Regions from separate parts of the Mus musculus genome. Here all the other regions are linked to region 3. Evidence: chromatin contacts called from public HiChIP or PLAC-seq data. All regions are on one chromosome and are shown on one strand. Each heading gives the region's core, a stretch centred on a gene start, on an enhancer-like site or on the middle of the called end of the contact. The rest is flanking DNA. Distances are from core to core; before and after follow the strand shown.

Evidence for each region. HiChIP or PLAC-seq counts read pairs in DNA pulled down with a chosen protein or histone mark.
Region 1: a contact with region 3 is called in an H3K4me3 HiChIP or PLAC-seq map of bone marrow-derived macrophages, with 4 times the contacts expected there. The contact joins the enhancer-like site here to the promoter of Comtd1 in region 3. A contact is called at or near these places in 3 of 115 datasets of contacts at active chromatin or transcription factors (astrocytes, bone marrow-derived macrophages and extraembryonic endoderm stem cells) and 2 of 9 other capture datasets (embryonic stem cells and liver).
Region 2: an H3K27ac HiChIP or PLAC-seq map of extraembryonic endoderm stem cells shows a contact between it and region 3, with 4 times the contacts expected there. The contact joins the enhancer-like site here to the promoter of Comtd1 in region 3. A contact is called at or near these places in 2 of 39 promoter capture datasets (the C10 cell line and maxillary cranial neural crest), 2 of 115 datasets of contacts at active chromatin or transcription factors (bone marrow-derived macrophages and extraembryonic endoderm stem cells) and 2 of 9 other capture datasets (embryonic stem cells and macrophages).

Annotation. Positions count from the first base shown.
Region 1 is chr14:21,230,609-21,234,206 of GRCm38.p6, reverse strand. The region is part of intron 4 of Adk (adenosine kinase); the gene reads right to left. Among named protein-coding and RNA genes, the nearest start is that of Adk, 180 kb to the right of the region's middle. Within about 2 kb of position 2,341, at least 1 of the 459 cell types and tissues checked has an H3K27ac peak or open chromatin away from gene starts, as enhancers often do. A contact at or near this core is called in bone marrow-derived macrophages, where this site is marked.
Region 2 is chr14:21,310,830-21,314,567 of GRCm38.p6, reverse strand. The region is part of intron 6 of Adk (adenosine kinase); the gene reads right to left. Among named protein-coding and RNA genes, the nearest start is that of Gm52152, 110 kb to the left of the region's middle. Within about 2 kb of position 2,322, at least 33 of the 459 cell types and tissues checked have an H3K27ac peak or open chromatin away from gene starts, as enhancers often do. A contact at or near this core is called in bone marrow-derived macrophages and extraembryonic endoderm stem cells, where this site is marked.
Region 3 is chr14:21,847,138-21,850,557 of GRCm38.p6, reverse strand. It overlaps Comtd1 (catechol-O-methyltransferase domain containing 1), which reads left to right and starts at 1,648. Exons shown (of 7, transcript NM_026965.2): 1 at 1,648-1,779; 2 at 1,890-2,017; 3 at 2,243-2,348; 4 at 2,438-2,556; 5 at 2,631-2,685; 6 at 2,811-2,944; 7 at 3,131-3,420. The coding sequence starts at 1,686. The coding sequence ends at 3,283. It overlaps A430057M04Rik (RIKEN cDNA A430057M04 gene), which reads right to left and starts at 2,980. Exons shown (of 3, transcript NM_176925.3): 1 at 1,479-2,980; 2 at 821-924. The coding sequence starts at 1,687.

The DNA of each region.
Region 1 (3,598 bases), core at 1,092-3,591, 620 kb after region 3:
ACTCATACTTAATTACTATTTAAAATGGTGCCTGAAGAGGCAGGCAGGTTTCTGAGTTTGAGGCCAGCCTGGTCTACAGAGTGAGTTCCAGGACAGCTAGGCCTACACGGAGAAACCCTGTCTTGAAAAACAAAAACAAACAAACAAAAAATGATGCCTGAGTATGGTGGTGCATGCCTAAAATTCTTAACCCCTGGGAGGTGGAGGCAGGAGAACCAGGAGTTAAATGTTCAAACTTGCAAACGGCTTAGGTTCTAGGAGACTATTTTAAAAAGAACCCCCCTCTCCTACTCCAAAAAAGAAAGAAAAGTCTTCAGAGCTGGACAGAGGGTGGATTTCTAAGCCCTGACTATAGGAAGTATTTCCATAGGACAGGGCTGCTGCACACACTCAGTATGGCTATTGCTGAGTGAGGAAGACCCACAGGAGCTCAACAGTGACAAAATCACAGTGCTGGTGAGTGAGGGGCTTAAGAAGCTCCACCATCTGAAGAGCCACGGGCAGTTGATCACTGCTGGGGTGGAGAAGTCAGCTTTCTTTGGGGATGCTCTCTGGGAGGCTGCCCGTGCTGTAGTAGATAGATGGCCCTACACCTACGCATGTACAGACAAATGAGAAAGAGGGCACATGAAGTAAGAGCAAAAAGTGGTGGTGGGGCTATGGAAAGAATTGGGGGATATTTGCTGCAAAAAATATTATATGCATACATGAATATTAAAATTTTGTAAAGATAGACGTGTTAAAATTCTAACTACAAATATCTCATCATGTCATTAAAGTGATTCATATAAACTTTAGTATTTTTCTTGTAAATGATTCATAATGGATTTCTTTTAATATGCATGGGTTTCGTTGATTTGAACTCTTTAATGTAGCTCATGTCCCTGAGGCTTCTCATACTTTATTAGTGATTCTAAAGAGACCATCTTTTTATTTCAAATAAAGAGGTTAAAAAATTCTATGTATATAAACTAAAAAACAGTTCCAACACAGGAGGCTGGGGAGATAGCTTAGTGGTGAAGACCAATCGCTGCAGACCCAGGTTCAATTCTCAACACCCACATTGCAGCTCACAACTCTATAATTTAAGTTCCAATGTATCCAATGCCTTTTGATCTCAATGGGTATTACATGGTTGTGGTGCACAAACACACACGAAGGTAAAACACTCACACATGTAAATATCAATAATAATAAATAAAAAACATATTTTGAAATACTGAGTATATGTTATGGAAACAAATAAGTATACAAACACTGAGTATGTATGAATACACACACACACACACACACACACACACACACACACACACACACACACACATAATGTATCAGAATACATTTAGAGATAAAGGAATGGAGATAACCAAAATAGTAACAGAAGACCGCAGAAGTGACCGCCTGACGACAAGGAGTACTCTCTCTAGAGATTTATTCTCAAGATGAACATACAACAGAACAGATGTAATTATTTATTCATACTTTATTTACAATGAAATAATGTTATGAATAACAAAGTCTGTGCACAGAAGCCTTACTCAGTACTGGATGAACCTGTTTGCAGAAACCCAGATCCACACACAAAGCAAGGGAAGGGAAAGAGACCAATCTAGCCTTCGGAGGGAGAGCAGGAGAGTGGAGAGCTGGATTACGTCTGGGGAAACAGGATGAGTTCAAGGCCAGCCTAGATTCCACAAGGAAACCAAAACGAAGGGATACAGCTTAGGGGTAAAGCTTAGGCATCTATATGGACAAAGGTTTCAAACCCCACCTCAGAAACAAGCTCCCCAACAATAGCAACAATAACAAAACGAAAAGGATTCGTGTGTGTAGACAATTCTCTAGGATATCTTGTGAAGACAGAAAAGTTATAAAAGAGGAAACTCAAGAATAAAAATATCACAGGAAAGCCTCCAGACATGGGATTTTTCAATATTTTCTAAGGAATTCAAACAAACAAAAAAGTCAAATAAAGCAAAAAACTATGACAACAACAAGTGAGACCTATTGAACAACAAAAGGAGTGATCAATAAGGCAAAAGGGCAGTTATGTATCTGATGAGAGGTTAATATCCAGAATACTAACTAACAAACTTCTAAAACACCACAATGAAACAAATAACCTGAATGAAATATGGCCAAAAGTGTTGAACAGGTGTGTTTCTAATTATCCAAATGGCCAATGTGCACATGAAGATGCTCAATAATACTAACCATCTGGAAAATGAAACAAAACGAAACAAACAAAAAAAAAGCATAATCAGATGTTACTTAATACTAGTCATGACACTAAGAAAAGAGGAGAAAATAGGAAGTATTGGTGAGGATGTGGAGAAAGTACCCATACACTGTGGACAGCTGAAAACAAAACCATAAAGATATACACACAGGGGTCTCAGATAATAAGCAGGGCCTCTGACAGAAGGAACCTTGATGGGACCTTGACATCATATGTACTACCAGGATGCGAGTGTCTGACTGCTTCTCCCACTGAAATTAGCATTCACCAGTAAGCACTGAAAGGAATACAGGAGAATAAGTTGTGAAAAATTATTTCAAAGTTAAAATTATAGTTACCCTTAAAATTCTAGCTACATAGAACCCATGCATACTTCAGTAATGCAAGGACTCATAAGGAATCTACGTAAATACTCTTGAATAAAAAAATATGAAAGTAAGCATGGTGGCACATGTTTGTAATTCCAGCAGTTGAAGTAGAGGAACATCTGCAGTTTAAGATCTTCTTTGGCTGCATATAGTTTCTGGAGGTGCTAGAGCAGCATTTCTCAATATGTGGGTCGTGACCCTTTCACTGGGGGTCACATATCAGATATCCTTTATATAAGATATTTACATACTGTTCATAACTAGCAAAATTACAGTTATGATGTAGTGACAAAAAATAATTTTATGATGGGGGTCGCCACAAAATGAGGAGCTGTATTAAAGGGTTGAGAACCACTGTTATAGAGGACAGAGTATGTGGAAGATTAATTTCTCCAAATACGTAGCTTTCCCCAAAAGCACTCCCACCTGTCATCTACCCAAATGGGACATTTTAGTGACACTTCCAGAAGTAACCCTCCCCCATGCTCCTATAAGTGAGCCCTAGAAACTCTTGGTTTGTCTAGCTGTACTCTGATAGAATTGTTATTTTTGATCTGCTGTTTGTCCTCGGTATCCTATCTGACATGAATAAATGTTTGCTTATGACTCCCAAGGATGGTAGCATGATAATGATACATAGCTTCAATGCAATCCTAACCAAGCCTCAATAGGATACCTAAGGGGATGAAGAAGCTGATTCCATAATTTAATGAAATATGGAAAAGGAGCTAGATGTGCAAAAGATACGATGTGTATCACTTTGAGAGATATCAATGCTGTTAAAGTCTAAATTCTTTAATTATAAAATATATGATAATCTTGTGGATACTGCAACAATTAGAAAGGCATAGCTGCAACAGAAAATGTAGTCATTATTGGTATAAATACCTGAATTAGTTTAATTGAACTTAAATAATGATAGAAACACCAAGATATTACCACAAACAGCTAGGAGAGATATTAATTGCAATGAGGGGCTAACAAAAGGTTT
Region 2 (3,738 bases), core at 1,073-3,572, 540 kb after region 3:
AATAACATAATGTTTTCACATTTAGAAACTCCATGCCGCTATTCCTAACCACGATTCAATTATTCTAAAAGGTAATGTTTGAAACACTATTAAAAAATATTCCCAACGTTTTTTCTTTAGACACATGCCACTTGAAAACTATCAGCACCCCAGCTGCGTTCCTTGCTATTTCAGTCACTAAGAGAATTAAATGAAGCGGTTTCTACAGCAAGTCTCTGTAGTAGTATGTATATATTTGCTTTTTTAGTCCTTCATTTAATGAGAAGAGTTTTAAAGCTTCCCTCTCTTATTTTTCTTCAAACTGTTACAGCATGAAATAGAAGCCTCCCCGAGCTAGCGTTCTGCCAGCTGTGGATTAACCACAGCCGGCCACAGAATGGGCTATATAAATAGTAACCTGGTCAAATAATTAGGCTTCTCCCCAGCCTCAGACTGAAAATTTGATCTCTGCTCAAATACATATGATTGTAATTTAAGTCACAGAACAGTATGCCTCCAGAGTCTAAATTTGGCCTGATTCCAAATCTATGTGTTTTACTTTAGAATATATAACATAATAGTATTGTAATATGGATAGTATATATTTGATTTTTGTGAATTTTATAAATAGGCAAAAAACATTAGCTTCTAAATAAGTAGTACACGGACAACTTAATTACATTTTAAAACAATCTCTTACTTTGTAAAGTAAATATTCACAATTTAAACAAGTTGGGATTTGTGCTGTAAGATGGCAAAGATTGTTAAAATGTATGCCAACCATAACTTTTCTTCCCAGATTTATAACCTTTGCTGAGGCGCGTACTCCAGCCTACCGCACGACCAAGAGTCAAAACAGTACTGCTACAAAACGAATCGTTCTGTTCATGTTAGGTTTGTAATACAAGTAAGTCAGGAGTCTATATGTGTGTGCTTTAGAAAAACACTCTATATATCCAGCAAAGTCTTGGGATTTTGTAGTTACGGATGTCTGTTTATCCAGTTAGCTCTGTGTGTCTCTCCCTGTAAACAACTCAAAAGTCAGTTTACATATTTACAGATGGAAAAAATGCTTATCAGAATTAAAAACACAGGGGGATACCTTCATTCATTACAAACAAAAAAAAAAAAAAACAAAAAAAAAAAAAAAGGGAAGATTGGGGTAGAAGACCATTTTAGCAAAGCTTGGTTTACTGCCTAGAAATCTTAACCACTCTAAGGGATTTCTCAGGGTATTTTAAATATAGTTTAAAAAAATGAAATATACAAAGACAAAGGGAAACAATTTTTTTCTTCACCAGTATTTACTTCACTTCAGAGTCATTATTTGGGATTCTTTTAAAATGTCTTTACCTAAGAATGTAAGCTTCAGAATGATATCCATTAACGGTTATTTGAGGTATGAAACATATATGTGTGTGTACACAGACACTTATATAAGTTTTTATTGATTCAAAGAAAATAGAATAATAGGGGTGTTGGTGAATGCCTGCAATCCCAGCATTCAATAGGCTGAAGCAGGGGGTTCAAGAACACAAATATGGTACCATGTTCACAGAAGTTTCAAGGCCAGCCTGGGCTAAACAAGACCTTGCCAGAAATAAAACATAGAAGTATACAGAGTGACAGTGACTCTGACTAAATGGACATACTAAGACAAACTGGGATGGGAAGGGAGACCTTTGCCTGTGCTATCATGAAATACTGATCAGGGTATCCTAGGAGGGCAGAAGCAAACGATGTCATTTTATAATACTGAGTCTCATCTGTGCCTACCTAGTCCTAAAGCAAATACATGCCGGCATTAAGACGTATGCAGTGGTAGCTGAGTGGTTCAGCATCCTTCTGCACTTCACATAAAGAACAAGCAAACACTCAGCTTGGCTGATTGCTAGGGACTTGTAGTTTATCCCCACCTCCAGACACATAGCCATATGAATTCTCGTTTGATCACAAGTTTTTTGTTTTTGTTTAAATATAGACTCTATAACAAAAGAAAAGTAAATACCATACTTCTCAAGTATGAAATTATTTCCAAGGACAGAACTAAAGAAATACTGTCTTAAACATATTAAGATCCTCGCTCACTCAAACAGAAGACTGGGAAAGGTGGCAAAGGAAAAATAAAATAAATAAATACATCAACTCTGTAAAGAACCTGAGAAATAGCTGGGCAGGATGTTCTGTTTTGAGTCTGAGGTCTTCCTAGGCTATGTCCTGGCCCTCTTTGGCCAGTCTGACTCATCTCCCCAGATTGAACTTCCTAGTAAAGTCCAATGTAGATAGACAAAGGCTCTTTTCTAACAATCAACAATGTTTAAGGCGTTGAAAGGTGGAGCTGGGATGGATCTCAAGGCCAACCACATCTAGGCCAGAGTCCTCTCGGTGAGCAGCAGTCCTAGCCTGAAGCAGCATACAGAATGCTGCTGAAGAGTAACCGGCAGACTTAGGAAGGATCTGAAAATACACACAGGGAGTAGTCAACAAACTCTAGTCCTGACAACTTGCTTCTGTGCTGGATCTGAAATATCTCCCCACATGCTCATGACTTTGAACATGTCACTTCCTCCTGGAAGTGCTGTTACATGTCAGACACAGGCCTGCCTAGGAGAGAGGTCAATAAGATCAGGCACTTGAAATACACCCACTGCAGCCGGGCGTGGTGGTGCACGCCTTTAATCCCAGCACTCTGGAGGCAGAGTCTGAGTTCGAAGCCAGCCTGGTCTACAAAGTGAGTTCCAGGACAGCCAGGGCTACACAGAGAAACCCTGTCTGGAGAGAGAAAAAAAAAAAAAAGAAAAAAGAAAAGAGAAGAGAAGAGAAGAGAAGAGAAGAGGAAAGAAATACACCCACTGCATTTTGACCTGTGCTTTCAGCTTGTGGGTTTCTGAGTAGTCAAACCAAAGCAGGTCAAAACAAACAAACAAAACCCAAAGCAAAACTAAAGCAAAACCCTAAGAAACAGACTACCCTTAGCTGGGACATTTTATGTTACAATGAAATACATTATTACCCTGCCTTTTAAAAATGTTTGAATGTTGCTATTATATTTAAACTACAAATGTAGTTTATAGCATCTCCAGAGGAAAAAGGCTGTTGTAGGGAATATTTTGCAGACATTACAAAGGATGAGAGTTAAGCAGTAAAGGTAACATTTCATGGTCCATATGTGTTTAATCAAACATGACAAAGGTAGTATATGTACTGTTAGTGTGATTACAAACTGTATAATATCAATGTAAAATAAATGGCAATGATGGCACATGCCATTAACCTCAGCACATGGGAGGCAGAGGCAGGTGGATCTCTGTGAGTTCGAGGCCAGCTTGGCCTACAGAGGGAGTTCCAGGACAGCCAGGACTACACACTAAAATAAAACCCTGTCTTGAAAAACATAAACAAAACAAAACAAAAGAAACGATGAGAAGGGATTCATGAAGAGAGCTGGATGCTGCTGCTAATTTATTTTAAAAATTAGTGATATGGTTACTTATGCTGGAGATGAACCAGAGTTAGTTTGTTCGATTGAAATGAATATCTACACAGTCAGAAGACATTTATAAATACCGAGAATATTAATTCAATAAACAAGAGTAAGTACAGATAAACGGCTGAGGATAATTCTACATTTCTTCTTGCACAAGGCTCAAAAAGGAACAAGCTAAATGTGCAATTAGTGACTTTAGTAAATATAAACCACTATTTACAGAAACAGAAGGGAACGAAAAAAATGTATACTTAAAAAAAGAAAAGAAAAAA
Region 3 (3,420 bases), core at 399-2,898:
ACTGGCCGCAGTGTGGCCCCGCCAGCACGTATTTAGTGCCTGCTGTGTGCTCAGCCCTAAAGGAACTCACATTTCTTCGGGCCTTACCTGGAGAGCATGACTCAAACTCAGAGATATTTTCAGGACTCTCAAGTCATTGAGAGTCAACAAGAAGAAAGAGCTTGTCTAAGGGGCCTGTTCCAGGAGCAGTTAGGAGAAGCAGCTGAGATCCCGCCCTGCCCCTAGAGAAAGTAGGTTCCCCTCCTGTTTGCCTGCACCCTGCACAGATGCTGATAGGTCAAGAAGCCAGTCTACCCTGATTGTGATTGGAGACCTGCCCTCACCTCCGAGGCCCGGGATTCTAGCAGCATTGGCTTCAGTTGGCCAGGTCTAGGGCTCTCTCACTGATCCTGCACCTGTCTGCCTGCCTCCGGAGGGTCTCCGGGCCTGGCCAGTGTTGTTAAGAAACAGACTTCCAGGGCAACCACCTCTGAGGCCCTGTGGACTCCAGCTCTTAAAGACAGCACCAATAGCCTACTAAGCCTGTGTGTGAGGCACACTGTGCGGGTGTTTTCAACCGGAACTCCATCGGGTGTTGTGTGCAGTGAGTGTTGTGAAATATAACTCTGCAAGACAGTATTCTTGGTGGCCCGAGGCAAGGTGCACCCCTGAGAAATTACACTGTGCAACAGTTCTGGTATAAAGGGGGTTTACTGGGAGAAGAGGACTAGAGGCTGGCAAGTGGCTATGTAGACAGACAGATGGGAATGAAGCCAGGGGAGGGGGGAAGGGGGCCAAAGGACTGGAGTGGGGTGGGGGTCTTTTTATCTGTGGCACATACCTGTCGTACGTGGGGGGCGGGGCAGGTGATGCCTTAAGCAATTGCTAGGTCCCTGAGGGCAGGTCAGCAGAGTCTCCTGTGAGCGAAGTCTAGAAAGGATTTCACTGTAGAAAAAAGAGGGACAGTAACACTTGAACTGCATTCCAGTTGTACCTGTCCAGTTGTTTCCAAGTCATAAACTACCACAGTCTTTTGCTTCCACCAGAGTTCAGCATATAGTAGATATTCAATAAATGTCTAGGGAACACCGGTCTAGCAGATAGCCTTGCAAGGGGAACTCAGCTGCTGCCTGCCAAGATGCTACCGCTTCCCAAGGAACCCTCTCTAGCCAATGACCATAACAGCAAGTACCACTATTGAGCACCTACTATGCGAGGAATCCCGTGCCTATCGTAGTAAGGCTGTAATACCTGCTTTACAGAAAAGAAACAGACTCGGAAAGACGGACCGTCACACAAAAAAGCTACACCCAGCATCCCAGCCACTAAGGATACTGTCTTGGAAACCAGGTGACTCTAAACCAGGTTCTTGGTTCCTTTAACTTGGGCACCCCTCCAGCAAGCATTCCCGAGTCTCTTTGGATTCCTCCATTAGCCACACTCACTTTATCCCCTCTCCCCATGCTCACAAGAGCCCTGGTGCAGAGATGACTCCATACCCCGACGCAGTTCCGCATGCAGCCACCGGGTGGCGAGATGTTCTCAGCCTGACCTTGCAATACGGCCATGTGTCACCAGATGGTGCCCGAGGACGCGGCTCTGTGGGCAGGGCCCGGACAAGGTGGAGCCCTGTCGGCTTACTGGTCCCAGTCCCATCCTCGCTACTCCAGCACACGTGACCTCCGCCGCCGCTGCTAACCTGCACCATGGCTCAGCCCGTCCCTCGGCTATCTATCCCAGCCGCACTGGCCCTGGGCTCGGCCGCGCTGGGCGCCGCCTTCGCTACTGGTCTCTTGCTGGGTGAGCTGGGCTGGGCTGCTGCAGTCCGGGGAATGGGAGGAGGGCGCGGAGAAGAGCCGGAGAACCCGGTCAGAAATGCAGGCCCTGACTCGGCACCCTCTCCCCGGCAGGGAAACGGTGGCCTCCATGGGGGTCCAGGCGGCAAGAGCGCCTGCTGCCACCTGAGGACAATCCCCTGTGGCAGTATCTGCTGAGCCGCTCCATGAGAGAGCACCCGGCGCTGCGGAGCCTGCGACTGGTCAGTAGGACTGGGACCGAGAACCGGCTCCCCACTTCCAGCGTGGTGGACCTCACGTGGCTGTGTGACCTTGAGCTAGGCAGAAACCCTCTCTGGGCTTCCGGGTTCCCTGAGACCTGTCCCCTCTAGGCCACACCCGCCACCGAGCCCCTGAATGATTCAAAACCTCAGGGGGGAGGTGGGGGGGGTGACTGGTATGAATGGCACCTCCCTCTCCCCACACAGCTGACCCTGGAGCAGCCGCAGGGGGATTCCATGATGACCTGTGAACAGGCCCAGCTTCTGGCCAACCTGGCGCGGCTCATTAAGGCCAAGAAAGCTCTGGATCTGGGTAGGAACACGCAGCCATGGTCTCTGGAAACCAGGGTCACAGGGCAGCCCTGCACCCTGAACTGAGCTTGACAGTGTCCCCTTCCACAGGTACTTTCACGGGCTACTCGGCCCTGGCCCTAGCCTTGGCGCTTCCGGAGGCTGGCCGCGTGGTGACCTGCGAGGTTGACGCAGAGCCCCCGAAGCTGGGACGGCCCATGTGGAAGCAGGTGAGAGCCCCACACCTGCGGCCGTTCGGGCTCCGGCTCGGGGGCGTGCCGGCCTGACCGGCCTCCTTCCGCAGGCAGAAGTGGAGCAGAAGATCGACCTTCGGCTGCAGCCCGCCCTGCAGACATTGGGTGAGCACCAGTGCGGGAGGGACCCAGACAGCACTGTCCAACCCCGGGGAACAAAACTGGCGACCCTGAGCAGCCCGCTGAGACCCTAGCTCAGCCAGCGGCACATGCCCTCTGTCCCTGTTAAGATGAGCTCCTAGCGGCGGGCGAGGCCGGAACCTTCGACATAGCCGTGGTGGACGCGGACAAAGAGAACTGTACCGCCTACTACGAGCGCTGTCTGCAGCTCCTACGTCCCGGAGGCGTGCTCGCTGTACTCAGAGTAAGGACTAGCTAAGGCAAAACTGCTGCTTCTTGTGGCTGGGTACCCACTCTTCTCAGCTCTTCCCACCCCACCCCCCAGCCCCGCCCCAAAGCCCACCCAGAGTATCATAGGTCCCGCCCCTCCTGGCTAAAGCTCTGGGTCGGCTACCCCCCACTTCCGACGGCCCCGCCCCTCCATCTGTAGGTCCTGTGGCGCGGAGAAGTGCTGCAGCCTCAGCCCAGGAACAAGACTGTTGAATGTGTGCGGAACCTGAACGAACGCATCCTGAGGGACGCCAGGGTCTACATCAGCCTCCTGCCCCTGGATGATGGCCTCTCCTTGGCCTTTAAGATCTAGGGTTAACACGAAGCTTAGGGCCTGGGTGTGAGAACCTAAGACCCCCAGCCAGTGACCTGACTTTTAAACCTGACAATAAAGGTACTGGACACGCGACCTTCTGAGCATCCTCTTCCAGCGTTCACTTGGTGGAGGGT